Regions from separate parts of the Ovis aries genome. Here region 2 is linked to region 1. A link is a contact called in public Hi-C data. All regions are on one chromosome and are shown on one strand. The core of a region is the stretch at or near the end of the contact, and the rest is flanking DNA. Distances in the headings are between cores, read along the strand shown. Region 1 holds the start of WBP1L (WW domain binding protein 1 like). Region 2 overlaps NT5C2 (5'-nucleotidase, cytosolic II).

Evidence for each region. A called contact is a pair of places that touch in the nucleus more often than the background predicts.
Region 2: a Hi-C map of liver shows a contact between it and region 1, with 2.5 times the contacts expected there. The contact joins the enhancer-like site here to the promoter of WBP1L in region 1. A contact is called at or near these places in 2 of 16 Hi-C or Micro-C datasets (liver and omental adipose tissue).

The regions. Positions count from the first base shown.
Region 1 is chr22:23,079,037-23,085,528 of ARS-UI_Ramb_v3.0, reverse strand. It overlaps WBP1L (WW domain binding protein 1 like), which reads right to left and starts at 2,773. Exons shown (of 4, transcript XM_042238856.2): 1 at 1-2,773.
Region 2 is chr22:23,547,785-23,554,771 of ARS-UI_Ramb_v3.0, reverse strand. The region is part of intron 1 of NT5C2 (5'-nucleotidase, cytosolic II); the gene reads left to right. Among named protein-coding and RNA genes, the nearest start is that of INA, 24 kb to the left of the region's middle. Within about 2 kb of position 3,606, at least 10 of the 54 cell types and tissues checked have an H3K27ac peak or open chromatin away from gene starts, as enhancers often do. A contact at or near this core is called in liver, where this site is marked.

The sequences.
Region 1 (6,492 bases), core at 1,524-4,023:
AAAAAATGCCATGAGGTACCCATACCACTTTCAATACGGAAAGAGTACAGAGAGTCCTCCTCAATTCAGAGCTAGCCAGAAGCTACTTGTTGAAACAAGGACAGCGAGTACCTGAAGTACATTCTATACCAAGTGGTCTCTAATTTTTTTTTCTTCACTTATTTCTGTAAACCAAAAAAAAAAAAAATCAACAAAAACCAAAAACTAAATTGACTAAATTGTGGGGGATTCAGAGTTAATTATTATAGAGTAACTTCCATTTCAAAGGTTAAAATTCACAAAACAATTCTCACCATAGATACTGAGAAAGAGAGTCTATAAGATGAAGGCATGAGTGTTAGGGGGAAAGGGTCAGGGGGATAGACTACTCATTTCAGAAATTTCCTCTTCTCTGCAGGACCTGTAACAACCTAGTAGCTGCCGTCCAGTGTTAGCATCCATCCAAACGGAACAAAGTACAAAAGCCGCCCTGTCCCTCAAGTAAGTATCGGAAGTGCCAGAGAGATGATAAGCAAACAGCCTGTGATCCACAAATGGCAACTAGGACATTACACTGAGGATCCCTCCCACGTCTTCTCTCCACCTCCTAGGCTTCCATGACCTGGGAAGGAACCTTCATTTTCCATCCGGTTAAAGAAATGGATCTGGTTCCCACCAGATGCCAATCACTGCTCTCCACTAGGGAGATGCAGTTCACAGGCCCAGGGAACCCAGCTCCAAAGCCTGCACTGTTCCTAAATCAACCCCCTAGTAATGCTAATTACTGGTTATTGGGAACAGTCTTTAGAGATATTTAAGTGCAGGTGTAAAGGAAAAGCAACAGTTTGTTCTATATTTTGCTCTCTCAATATCTACATTTCTTGACCAGCCCTAAGGGCAGTAACTTTTCTAATAAAGAAAACTTATTTCTCCTGCCAGCTTATGATTTTAACTGAGAAAAGAAAGAACCCCAACAAAGCCTAGAACAGAAGAGTCCCAGCCCAAGAAAAGGGAATGTGCTGGGCCAGAAAATGAGCTCTCCTCCTTTCATACGTTATTTCTAATATACAAAATATAGTCTTTGAGAAGAGCAGATGATATTTCCACAGACAGATGAAACAACAAATTCTGGAAGAGCCACAGAATGGAGTATTATTCACCCATAAAAAAGGAAAGAAATACATGCTACAATGTGAATAATCCTTGAAAATTTTATGCTAAGGGAAAGAAACCAGATACAAAAGGTCATATATTGTAAGATTCCATTTACATGGAATATCCTGAATAGATAAATGTATAGATACACAAAATAGACTGATGTTTTCCAGGGGCTGCGGGGAGGCAAAACAGGGAGGAACTGCTTAATGATAGAGGGTTTTCTTCCCAGGTGATGAAAATACTCTGGAACTAGATCGAGGCAGTGGTTGCTTAACACTGTGAATATACTAAATACCACTGAATTGTTCATCTTAAAATGGTCAAATGGTTTTAAACGATTTATGTTATATAAATTTTACCTCACTTAAAAAAAAATTAATGTTTTAAATAGAGGATACTAATGGGCATAACAGGATGCTCATAAATTCCTAGGAAAAATGATAAGCATTTTTGCTGGCATTCTGCTTCTACTCTTGACCACACCAAGTTCAAGTGCTAAGCTATACTATATAGATTCTGTCATCTTGCTCTGTGTTTGTAGGCCTTTCTGAAGAGACAGAGAAAACAGAACGGTAAAGCCTTGCCAAATGCAAAGAAGGGAAGGAGGGTGATTCCCCCCACTGCACCCCACCCAACTTGGCACCAAGAGTAACGCTCCCATTAAGAGTTTCGAAATGCCAGCAGCGGCTGAAATCTGCACAAGCCACCTAGCAAGAAAATCTAGGGTGCTCCATTTGTTGACCATATTGGCATCAGCACCACCCTTTGCTCAAAACTCTGAGCTGGCCGAGGACAGCATCAGTCACTGGCTTCCCCAGTCCAGTTAACCTAATAGTAAGACCTTGTTACAGCTCAGGTGTGCGCTGCTGCTGAGGGGTCCCAGGCTACTTCATCCCACCTGCCTTCCCAGAGTCCCGCCTCCAACACCACTTAAAATGGGGTAAGAGGCCCCTAGAACATACCCCGATCCAGCTGGAAATAGATATCCTCTCAGCCCCTCTCAGGCCAGCTCAATAACCCACGGACCCCTACCCGCACGGACGGACACGCGGCACCGCTGCCTCACAGACCTGCTCCACTGGAGGACACGAATGCGCACCCCACACACGCCCCGCTGGATACTACTATCCATTCACAATCATTCCCGGCACACCTGACTGAACTGCCGCCTCAAACGCCCCTCAACTCACTTGGCAGCATGCCTCTGCCGCCTCCCCGATACCAAAACCGTCACAGGTGCTCCTCGGCTAAACACCGACGCCCCCTCAGACCCTGTCCACTCAAGCATGGGTGACCGACTCAGGAGCCTGCAACTCTTGGTGACAATGTTCCTTCAGGCCCTCTCCAGCCACGCCTCGACGACCCCGAGGCCCCCAGCCTGGCCCCTCAGGCCGCAACACGACCCTCCCCCTTACCTGCGGGGGTTCAGCCCTGACTGACAGGGGGCCGGGCAGCGCCTGGAGGAGCAGGAGCGCCATGCCACCCAGGAGCCTTCTCCTCGCCATCCCCCTCCTGCTCCTGCTCCTCCGCCACGGCGCCGCCACCTCCCTCCTCCTCCCTCTCCTCCTCTTCCCTGGTCTTCCTTCTTCCCTTCTTTTCCTATTTCACTCTCCCCTCCCGTTTCCGGCTCCGCTTCACCCCGCCCCAGCCCAAACGCCCTCCCAGACAACTGGGGTGGTTCTCCAGTTCCTACGCGTCATTGGCCCTTGCCCTTCGCCCATTGGTTAAAAAAGCTGTCGATCAAGTCGAAGTTCCGCCTCCTTATGAAGACGGAAAATCGGAGAAATTCAGCCAATGGAAAGTAGGAGGAAGCTGGGCCATCTTGGGGGCTGGGAGGCGGTATAAATACGTCCGCTCCGCAGAGCGTGGCGGAAGTACCTCCGACGGGGGGCGGGACCGTCCAAAACGTGGGTTGAAAAGTCTAAGTCTGGTGTTTACCATCTTGAGTGTGGCGGAAGTACTAGGTTTCCACGGTTTAGCAAAGAGAAGAGGTTTGGTAATTCTAAAGGGTGTTGGAAAATAAGTTACTTTTAGAAAGTAACCGGGTGCTCTCGAAGAAGGCTGCTGTAATCTAAAAATGTCTTGATGTCTTTTGTCTTTAAGCACAGCCCCAGTACCAGGGTCGGTCTCTCTCTTGGTCTCAAATTGCTCAAGCAGCAGCTTGGGTCAATTTGAATTCCATGTCAGATAGTATCTTTACCTAAGGCACAGTGCTTTGTCAACCCAAGTTCTCAAGGGAGGAAATTCTATTGACTCTACCTCAGAAATAGCTCCAGTGTTTCAACCTGTTTTCTCATTTTCTGGCTAAATACAGACAGGCTTCCTGCTGCCCAGCCAGTTGCTAATTCTTCCTTTTTGAATATCTTTCACAGGTCAGAACACGGGTGCTCTACTACCTAAAAGCCATTGTCTCAGGGCTTCCCCTCTCAAAATATTTCAACTACCTACAGAATTTATCATCCAAACTTACCAGTATGGTCCTTTCTGTGTCCTGGCCCCTGCATACTTCTTTATCTCACCTACTGCCATTGCGTTTTCTGCACGCTCTGCTCACTCCCCACAGTTAAGAGATCCTCAGCGTACTGTGCTAGACAATACACTTAACTTCATTTGCACATTCAGTTCAGTTGCTCAGTTGTGTCCAACTCTTTGCGACCCCATGAATCGCAGCATGCCAGGCCTCCCTGTCCATCACCAACTCCCAGAGTTCACTCAGACTCACGTCCATCGAGTCAGGGATGCCATCCAGCCATCTCATCCTCTGTCGGACCCTTCTCCTCCTGACCCCAATCCCTCCCAGCATCAGTCTTTTCCAATGAGTCAACTCTTCGCATGAGGTGGCCAAAGTATTGGAGTTTCAGCTTTAGCATCATTCCTTCCAAAGAAATCCCAGGGCTGATCTCCTTCAGAATGGACTGGTTGGATCTCCTTGCAGTCCAAGGGACCCTCAAGAGTCTTCTCCAACACCACAGTTCAAAAGCATCAATTCTTCGGCACTCAGCCTTCTTCACAGTCCAACTCTCACATCCATACCTGACTACTGGAAAAACCATAGCCTTGACTAGACGGACCTTAGTCGGCAAAGTCATGTCTCTGCTTTTGAATATGCTCTCTAGGTTGGTCATAACTTTTCTTCCAAGGAGTAAGCGTCTTTTAATTTCATGGCTGCAGTCACCATCTGAAGTGATTTTGGAGCCCAAAAAAACAAAGTCTGACACTGTGTCCACTGTTTCCCCATCTATTTCCCATGAAGTGATGGGACCGGATGCCATGATCTTCGTTTTCTGAATGTTGAGCTTTAAGCCAACTTTTTCACTCTCCACTTTCACTTGCTGTGCTTATTAGCTCAGTGGTGTCCCCCTCTTTGGGACCCCATGGACTATAGCCCCCCAGGCTCCTTTGTCCATGAGGATTCTCCAGGCAAGAATACTGGACTGGGTTGCCATGCCTTCCTCCAGGGCATCTTCCCAACTCAGGGATGGAAGCCAGGTCTCCTGTGTTGTGGGCTCATTCTTTACTATCTGAGCCACCAGGGAAGCCCAAATACACATACAGTTTCCCCTTTATAAATTCCCAGTTCCCGCCCTCTTGTTTCTTCTGAATTTACAAAACCCCACACAGTGTATCTACAGTTTCTACCTGCCTGACCCATCCCACTAAATTTATAGCTTTTTGTATGGCCATACCATGTCTTACTCATTTTCCTTTTTTTCAAAAGAAATCTCTATAACCACGTACAGGGCCCAACCATGAGCTCAATCAATATTGGGAAAATAAACAAATGAAGACTCACAGCAGACAAGCCAGCTTCCTTTAGCTGACAATTTCCTCTCAAAAGCCTGCCAAAGCATTTTAGAGCCTGGCTGCGTCTAGCCCACAGCTGAGCCCAAGGGAGTTTGTTCTTGGCTTAAATGGCGGCAAAGCAGGAAACAAGTAAGTGAAGAAATTGGTTCCGTCTCTATGTTGATCCTACTTTCCCAAGTGCTGCAAAGAGTGACAAGTATTTTTGCCAATCTTAAATTTCTTAGAAATGCATCCATTCCACAATCAAACTCCCTAGAGGAGAAGAAAAGATCGAATAACAGGCAGGGGCCATATTATTCTCTTAGCACAGAGTCTCAATCCCGGCCTCAAGGAGTTTTAAGTCCTCCACAAAAAAGTCAGATATCATGGGTGGCCAAAAAGCACACAAAAAGATGCCTGACATCACTAATTGTTAGAGAAATGCAAATCAAAACTACAATGAGGTATTCCCTCACACCAGTCAGAATGATCATCCAAAAAAAAAAAAACCAAAAAATTTACAAACAAAAAATGATGGAGAAGCTGTGGAGAAAAGGGAACCCTCCTATACTGTTGGTGGGAATGTAAATTTGTACAGCTGTTATGGAGAACAACATGAAGGTTCCTTAAAAAACTAGAACAAAATAATGCCACTTGCAGCAACATGGATGGATCGAGAGATTGTCATATTCAGTGAAATAAGTCAGACACAGAAAGACAAATACCATATGATATCACTTATAGTAGAATCTTAAAAAAAAAAAAAAAAAAGAAGGGTCCAAATACTTATTCACAAAACAGAAGTAGAGTGACAGACGCAGAAACAAACTTATGATCAATAGGGAATATGCAGGGGAAGGGATAAATTGGGGGATTGGGATTGACATATACATATTAGTATATATAAAACAGATAACTAATAAGGTCCCACTGTATAGCAGAGGGAACGCGACTCAATACTCTATAATGACCTATATGGGAAAAGAACCTTAAAAAAGAGTAGATACATGTATAACTGATTGACTTTGCTGGACTCCTGAAACTAACACAACACTATAAATCAACTATACTTCAACAAAATTTTAATTTAAAAAAAAAAAAAAAAAAGGCCAAACATCATTATCAATAGGCAACTCCAAAGGTTCCAATTTGACAAACAGAAAGGAATTCTGTCCTTTCTCAACTTCCTTTTCTCTCTTTACCTGAGCTTGAACTGAGCTCCAGGACAGGACAAACATGACACCCTGCCCAGTTTGAACTAGAACTTCTCACCCTGAGACATTTTAGTCACCCTCATCACCTCGTTCCACACCTATAGGAGCCAACTCAAAGAAATGGGAGGCTTTTACAAGATAGAACTGAGATGCAGTTTGAATGAACTTTTTAATCTGCCTCTAAACAGCAGTAACTCTCTACTCCAGACTTTTCCAAGAGTAATCATCTATGAAGAAAGGAGGAATGCCAGGAGGCTTAAGGAACTCGAAAAGTAAGACGGCTGCAGATTCTTGAAAGAACCTCAGCTCAGAATTGCTGCCGAGTTCCGGCCAGCTCTGGTAATGTTTTTCCTATTTG
Region 2 (6,987 bases), core at 2,357-4,856, 470 kb before region 1:
TGACTTTTAAGGAGCCCTGTCTGTCACTTCAGTTCTTGCTCTGTAGACCCTGGGAAACTTTAAGGAAACAAGGAAATTATATCAAGGAAGCAAACTTGGGAGAGAAATACACACAGCACATAGTTAAGTACGGGCTGTGAGTGCTGTAGAGGTTAAAAAAGGAGTGAAGGAGACCCTGGCTGGAACACTCCAGGGCAGCCTTCTGAATGAGGTGGATGCGAGCAGGTCTGATGGAGATTCAGAGTCTCTGATGGAGTCCCCAAAGTGGTGTTGGGGGTGTGTTCCAACAGGAGCAAAAGTGGTAAGAGAAAGTCAAGAGTACAGAAAGGAGAGTGGCCTGTTTGGAACATAGAGTTGAGCTTGGAGAACGTCCTGGGTCAATGAGAGAATCAAGTGAGAAGGAAAAGCCCCTCCAAGCAGTGACTTTTGGTTTCCCTCTTGTTCCCAGCCGGCCCGTGGTCTTATCCGTTTGTGCGTGCTAAGTGGCTTCAGTCGTGTTCAACTCTGTGCCGCCCTATGGGCTGTAGCCTGCCAAGTTCCTCTGGCCACGGCATTCTACAGGCAAGAATACTGGAGTGAGTAGCCATGCCCTCCTCCAGGAGCCATTCCCGGTTAGCCCTTAATCCGGTCCCATCACTTCATGGGAAATAGATGGGGAAACAGTGGAAACAGTGTCAGACTTTATTATTTTGGGCTCCAAAATCACTGCAGATGGTGATTGCAGCCATGAAATTAAAAGACGCTTACTCCTTGGAAGAAAAGTTATGACCAACCTAGATAGTATATTCAAAAGCAGAGACATTACTTTGCCGACTAAGGTCCGTCTAGTCAAGGCTATGGTTTTTCCAGTAGTCATGTATGGGTGTGAGAGTTGGACTGTGAAGAAGGCTGAGCGCTGAAGAATGGATGCTTTTCAACTGTGGTGTTGGAGAAGACTCTTGAGAGTCCCTTGGACTGCAAGGAGATCCAACCAGTCCATTCTGAAGGAGATCAACCCTGGGATTTCTTTGGAAGGAATGATACTAAAGCTGAAACTCCAATACTTTGGCCACCTCATGTGAAGAGTTGACTCATTGGGAAAGACTCTGATGCTGGGAGAGATTGGGGGCAGGAGGAAAAGGGGACGACAGAGGATGAGATGGCTGGATGTCATCACTTACTTGATGGCCGTGAGTCTGAGTGAACTCTGGGAGTTGGTGATGGACAGGGAGGCCTGGCGTGCTGCGATTCATGGGGTTGCAAAGAGTCGGACACTACTGAGTGACTGAACTGAACTGAACTGTACCTGGGAGGCCAGCCATGGTGCACAGGTTTGGGCTACCACCAGGGGTCAGTGTGGCCCAACAGCTTTGAGCTGCTATGGTTGGTGTAGATTTCTGAGTTCCTTTTTTGTGCCAGGTGCTGAGCTGGGGACTTAAAATAATCTATCCACCAATCAAAGGGGTGGAGCTCTTTGTATGGCTGTTGTGATGTGCTTTTTCCTCAGTGACCGCATTTAATACTAATCACAGCCTTGTGTGGTCTCCGTGTATTAGTCTCATCCTCATGGAGAAACAGATGTTGAGAATTTTAAAGTTCAAATAGACTGTGAAGGAATCTGAATTTGAACCCAGGGCTATGATCTCTAACCCCGTGCCCTCCTCTGCAGCCTATAGCATTTTGTCAAGGGGATAGGAGCATGCAAATATTTAGCATCATAATGATTTGCATTAATAATTATTTAAAGACCAATGGCAGAATTTCAGTTGAAGAAGATGAAAAAGTTCTGGAGATAGATAGTGGTGATGGTTGCACAACAATATGTTTGTGTTTAATGCCACCGAACTGTTCACTTAAAAATGGTTAAAAGGGTAAATTTTATGGTGTGTATACATTGCCACATTTTAAAATGGCAATTTACTATATATCTATATATATAAAACATTTGTTAATAACAATAGTAAATGGTATATATTAGTAGCTGTCTTTTTAAAGCACTTATGAATGTATTAATCATTTAATTCTCACAACAACCAGTTGACATAGGTACTATTCTTATTCTCATTTAGTAAGTAATCAGGAATTCCCTGGTGGTCCACTGATTAGGACTCCATGCTTTCATTGCCAAGGGCATGAGTTTGATCTCTGGTTGGGGAACTAGGATTCCATAAGCCTTGAGGTGCTGCCAGAAAATAAAATAAAATAATTTCAATAATCACTTGATCTGTCCTTCCTCTTTCTCTCCCCTGCATCCACTTCAGTATAGGCCAAGATCTGCATCTAACTAATCCTTAGGGCTTCCCATGTTGCTCAGTGGTAAAGAATCCACCTGCCAATGCAGGAGACATGGGTTTGATCCCTGGGTTGAGAATATTCCCTTGGGAAAGGAAATGGCAACCCACTCCAATATTCTTAACTGGGAAATCCCATGGACAGAGGAGCTTGGTGCGCTTCAGTCCATGGGGTCACAAGAGTCCATGACTTAGCAACTAAACGACAGCAACAACAACAAATTAATCCTTGGTTGACCAGCATTGTAAAGTGTGATGGAATGGAAAGACGCTGGTCTTTGAAGCTCACCGACCTGGAGCTGATATGCGTTCTGCTGTTTTACCAGCTGAATGTTCTTAGACAAGATACTTAGTCTCTCTGAGCCTCAAGTTTTTTCATTTATGAAACATAATTATAGTTCCCACTTTGTTGGGCTGTTGTGATGGGCAAATAAGTGTAAAATGCTTAGCATAATGCTGGTACATAGTCAGCACTTGAAAACAATGGCTGTTCTTATTATTTGCACATAGCAGTTCAGTTCAGTTCAGTCACTCAGTCGTGTCAGACTCTTTGCGACCCCATGGACTGCAGCACGCCAGGCTTCCCTGTCCATCACTGACTCTTGGAGCTTGCTCAAACTCATGCCCATTGAGTTGGTGATGCCATCCAACTATCTCATCCTCTCTAGTCTTCTCCTCCTGCCTTCAATCTTTCCCTGCATCAGGGTCTTTTCCAGTGAGTCAGTTCTTTGCATCAGGTGGCCAAAACATTGGAGTTTCAGCTTCAGCATCAGTCCTTCCAATGAATATTCAGGACTGATTTCCTTTAGGATTGACTGGTTATTTGCACACAGGAGAGTGTTCAGAAAATAATAAATAAATGGATCTTTGTGTCTTCAGAGTACCTGAAATAGCTTCTGGCCCTCCTGAGCATCTTGAATGATGAAATGTTAGGTGCTCAGTCGTGTCTGACTCTGCAATCCAATGAACTGGGGCTAGCTGGGCTTTTCTGTCCATGGAATTCTCCAGGCAAGCATACTATAGTGGGTTGCCATTTCCTTCTTCAGGGCATCTTCCTGACCCAGCGTTTGAACCTGGGTCTCCTGCATTGCAGGCAGACTCCTTACCATCTGAGCCACCAGCGAAGCTCCTGGGCACGTTGCAAGGAGGATATTCGGCCCCAATCACTTTAGCCCAATCAGTCCAGGAATGGCAGAACTGGATAAGTTTCTTTGAGTCCAACTCCATCATTTTACAGAGGAAGCCAACGCCCAGGAAAGGGAGTAGTTTTGTGCGAGGTCACCCTTGTGTCAGTCGACCAGGAAGTTACCAGGCAGTCTGGTGTGGTGAGAGCCCCTCCCGGGGAGCCAGAACTGGGTGGTGATGAGGGCTTCAGGTTAGCCAGACTGGCCCCCTCCCTGAGGCCCCTCCCGGGTTAACATCCAGTCCCTTCCAGCCTTGGACTGATTCTAAGAGGTGTTTACCTCTGCCCTTATTCTGCAGGAGCGGCCAAGAGGATTGTGAAACTGGGAAATCAGTTGTTTATCCCAACTTCTAGGGTGAGGAGTGAAGAGAGAAGGGGAAGGGGTTGGGGCTGGGTACCTTTGGTTAGTGTTTATTCTTTCTCCTTCCTTGGCCTGGAAACCAAGGGGAATCCAAGCAGCAGCATGTGAAGCAAGATCCCAGGGTCTCTGAGAAGCCTGTTCCGGTGAGAGATGACTCAGCACAGGCCTCAGAACCGCAGAGAGTGGCCCCCTAGCCTGGATTCTGCGTAGGCTTGTGTGCACTCTGTGGGCCATCGTGGCTGTCACTATTTGTTCCCTCAGAAGAGATTTTGTCTCCTAGGAGCCCAAGGGTGTTTTGGCTGCACCCCCAGCTAGTGAATAGGTGGTAGGATCAGGTCCTCATTGTAGTTTGATCTCTAAATAACACACTTTCCCTTGAAGAAACACTTCATGTCTTGCTTGAATGTAGCAACCCTCCTTTTCTTCAGGCTCTTGCCAGTACCACCTCTAGACTAGGATTTCTAGGACAGAGGTCATCAGGGCACTCCCAAAAGGTGCCTCACTGCTTATAGACTGAGCCCCCATCCTTAGCACTGTGGTCCTGACCAAAATTTCTGCCTTATCCCAACCTTCACTCCTTCCCACCAGCAACCCTGTGTTCTCCCCCAGGGTTCTGCAGTGTGAACTGTCCTCAGAAGCATAGAGGACATTTGTTTGAAAAAATGCAGGTTCTAGGACTTCCCCGGTAGTCCAGTTTGATTTAAGAATCCACCTGCCAGTGCAGGGGACAGTTTGATCCCTGCTTTGGGAAGATCCCACATGCCATGGGGCAACTAAGCTTGGGAACCACAGCTGTTGAGTCCATGTGCCACAGTTACTGAAGCTCACACACCTTAGAGCCTGTGCTCCACAGCAAGAAGCCACTGCAGTGAGAAGCCTGCTCACTGCAGCTAGAGAGCTAGAGCCCCTGCTCGCTGCAACTAGAGAATGCCCATGCAACAATGAAGACCCAAGGCAGTCAAAGATAAATAAATACTAAATAAAAAATTTTAAAATAAGCGACTATTTTTTTGAATAAAAGAATAAGGATTGTCATGGGGAGCTGAAATTTAGAAAAAATAAAAAATGATAAAAATGCAGATTCCTACCCTACCAAATCCATTGCTGTCAGGGACTGGAGTACTTGAGGCCAACTCTTGCGCAGACAACCATTTAAGAACTGCAGTTCTACCAAGCCAGATTGTTATCTTTCATGACTATGCGGGCCCTTGGTGCCCTTTCACTTGTTGTTCCTCTTCCAAGAATGCCCTTCTTGCAATTCCCAGACTGGTGCTCTCTGCTCCTTCTTTAAGATTCATCTCATGTTAACTCTTCTGTGCTCCTTCCCCCTTCTGGGTTCCTATCTTTGTGTTCACACAGCCACACTGCACTTTCTAACCTACTACCTCTGCCCTAGAATTTTCGCATTGTCAGGATTGGTTCCTCTGCTTGTTTGTGAGCTCCGTAAAGATCATTTGTTGTTGAATTTCTGGGACCTGGCAGAAAGAAGGCATGTTTGCTGAATGAATGAATGGAGAGCAGGCCCCAGTCTAACTCAGAAAGGTAGATTTAACCCATTTGGTAACTGACAGAGCCAGGGGTTAATCGTGCAAGTTTCCTGATCCACGGTTTCGGGCTGTTACGGGATCTAAATATTTGGTCTACTCTTGAGGAAGCTACAGATTTACATTTTGGCAAGAGGTGTTTAGCCTCAAGAGGTGTAGGACTTCGAATTATTTTTCAAAATCTCAAAATGTGATTCTGTCTTAAACCAGGGAACTGCTTTCCCCTGATCTCTCTGAGGATGGAACCCACCAGACTTTTTTCTCCCCTTCATCTCTCTTCCTCAGGATCACCCATGCCATAATTCTTGACCTTTTAACTCTGGCGCCACAACTGCCACCTCAGCCCGGCACACCCTGGACCTTGTCATGACTGCTCCAGCTCAGAAATGCCAACATGCCGGTCTCCGGTCAGAACCCCTCCTTGCCTTCGTCTTACTCACTGCCCCCACTCCCAGTTCACCTGCTCTCTGATGTCATGACTCCCTCATCCCTTTTCTAAGCTCCAGCCCACAGATAGCCTCTGTTCTTCTCCCCCTTCCGCAGGGAGGTGCCGCTCCTCCCATCCAAGGCAGTCTGTCACCTGAGCGCTGGACTCCCCTCTCCTGACCTCTTGGCACTGTGTCTTCAGTCCCTCCTCTGGCTGTTTCCCTCCCCACACCAACAGTCAAGCTTCTCTCACCTTTGGGGCTACCTTCCTCTAGTTATTAGCTAATTATGGTTTGGGACCAATTCTGATGTGTGGAGGTTTCCCCACACTACCAAACCATCCTTGGATACCAGCTGGGTGTCCTGAAACTCAATTCAGTTCTGACATGAACTACCCAGCGATGGCATCAGATCCCACAGGTTAGGGGCTCAATCCCACAAGACTGCCCAACCGCCTTCAGATGCCAATTGAAATCCCAGGTGTGATCTGTGCTTCTGACCAACTGGCTATAAGTCAGAGGTTCCCACAGCCCCTCTGGCCTTGTTCTTGTTCAGTCTCTCAGTTGTGTCCGACTCTTTGAGATTCCATGAACGCAGCACGCCAGTTTTCCCTGTCCTTCACCATCTCCCAGAATTTGCTCAAACTCACGTCCACTGAGTTGGTGATGCCATCCAACCATCTCATCCTCTGTCATCCCCTTCCCTTCCTGCTCTCAGTCTTTCCCATATTCAGGGTCTTTTCCAGTGAGTCAGCTCTTCTTATCAGGTGGCCAAAGTATTGGAGTTTCAGCTTCAGCATCAGTCCTTCCAATGAATATTTAGGATTGATTTCCGTTAGGATTGACTGGTTTGATCTCCTGCTGTCCAAGAGACTCTCAAGAGTCTTCTCCAGCACCACGGTTCAAAAGTATCAATTCGTAAAGTGCTCAGCCTTCTTTATGGTCCAACTCTCACATCCATACATGACTCCTGGAAAAACCATAGCTTTAACTATGTGGACCTTTGTCGGCAGAGTGATATCTCTGCTTTTTAAGATGCTGTCTGGGTTTGTCATAGCTTTTCTTCCAAGGAGCAAGCGTCTTTTAATTTTATGGCTGCATTGACTGTCCAAAGTGGTTTTGGAGCCCAGGAAAATAAAATCTGCCACTGTTTCTACTTTTCCCCTTATATTTGCCATGAAGTGATGGGACCAGATGCCATGAT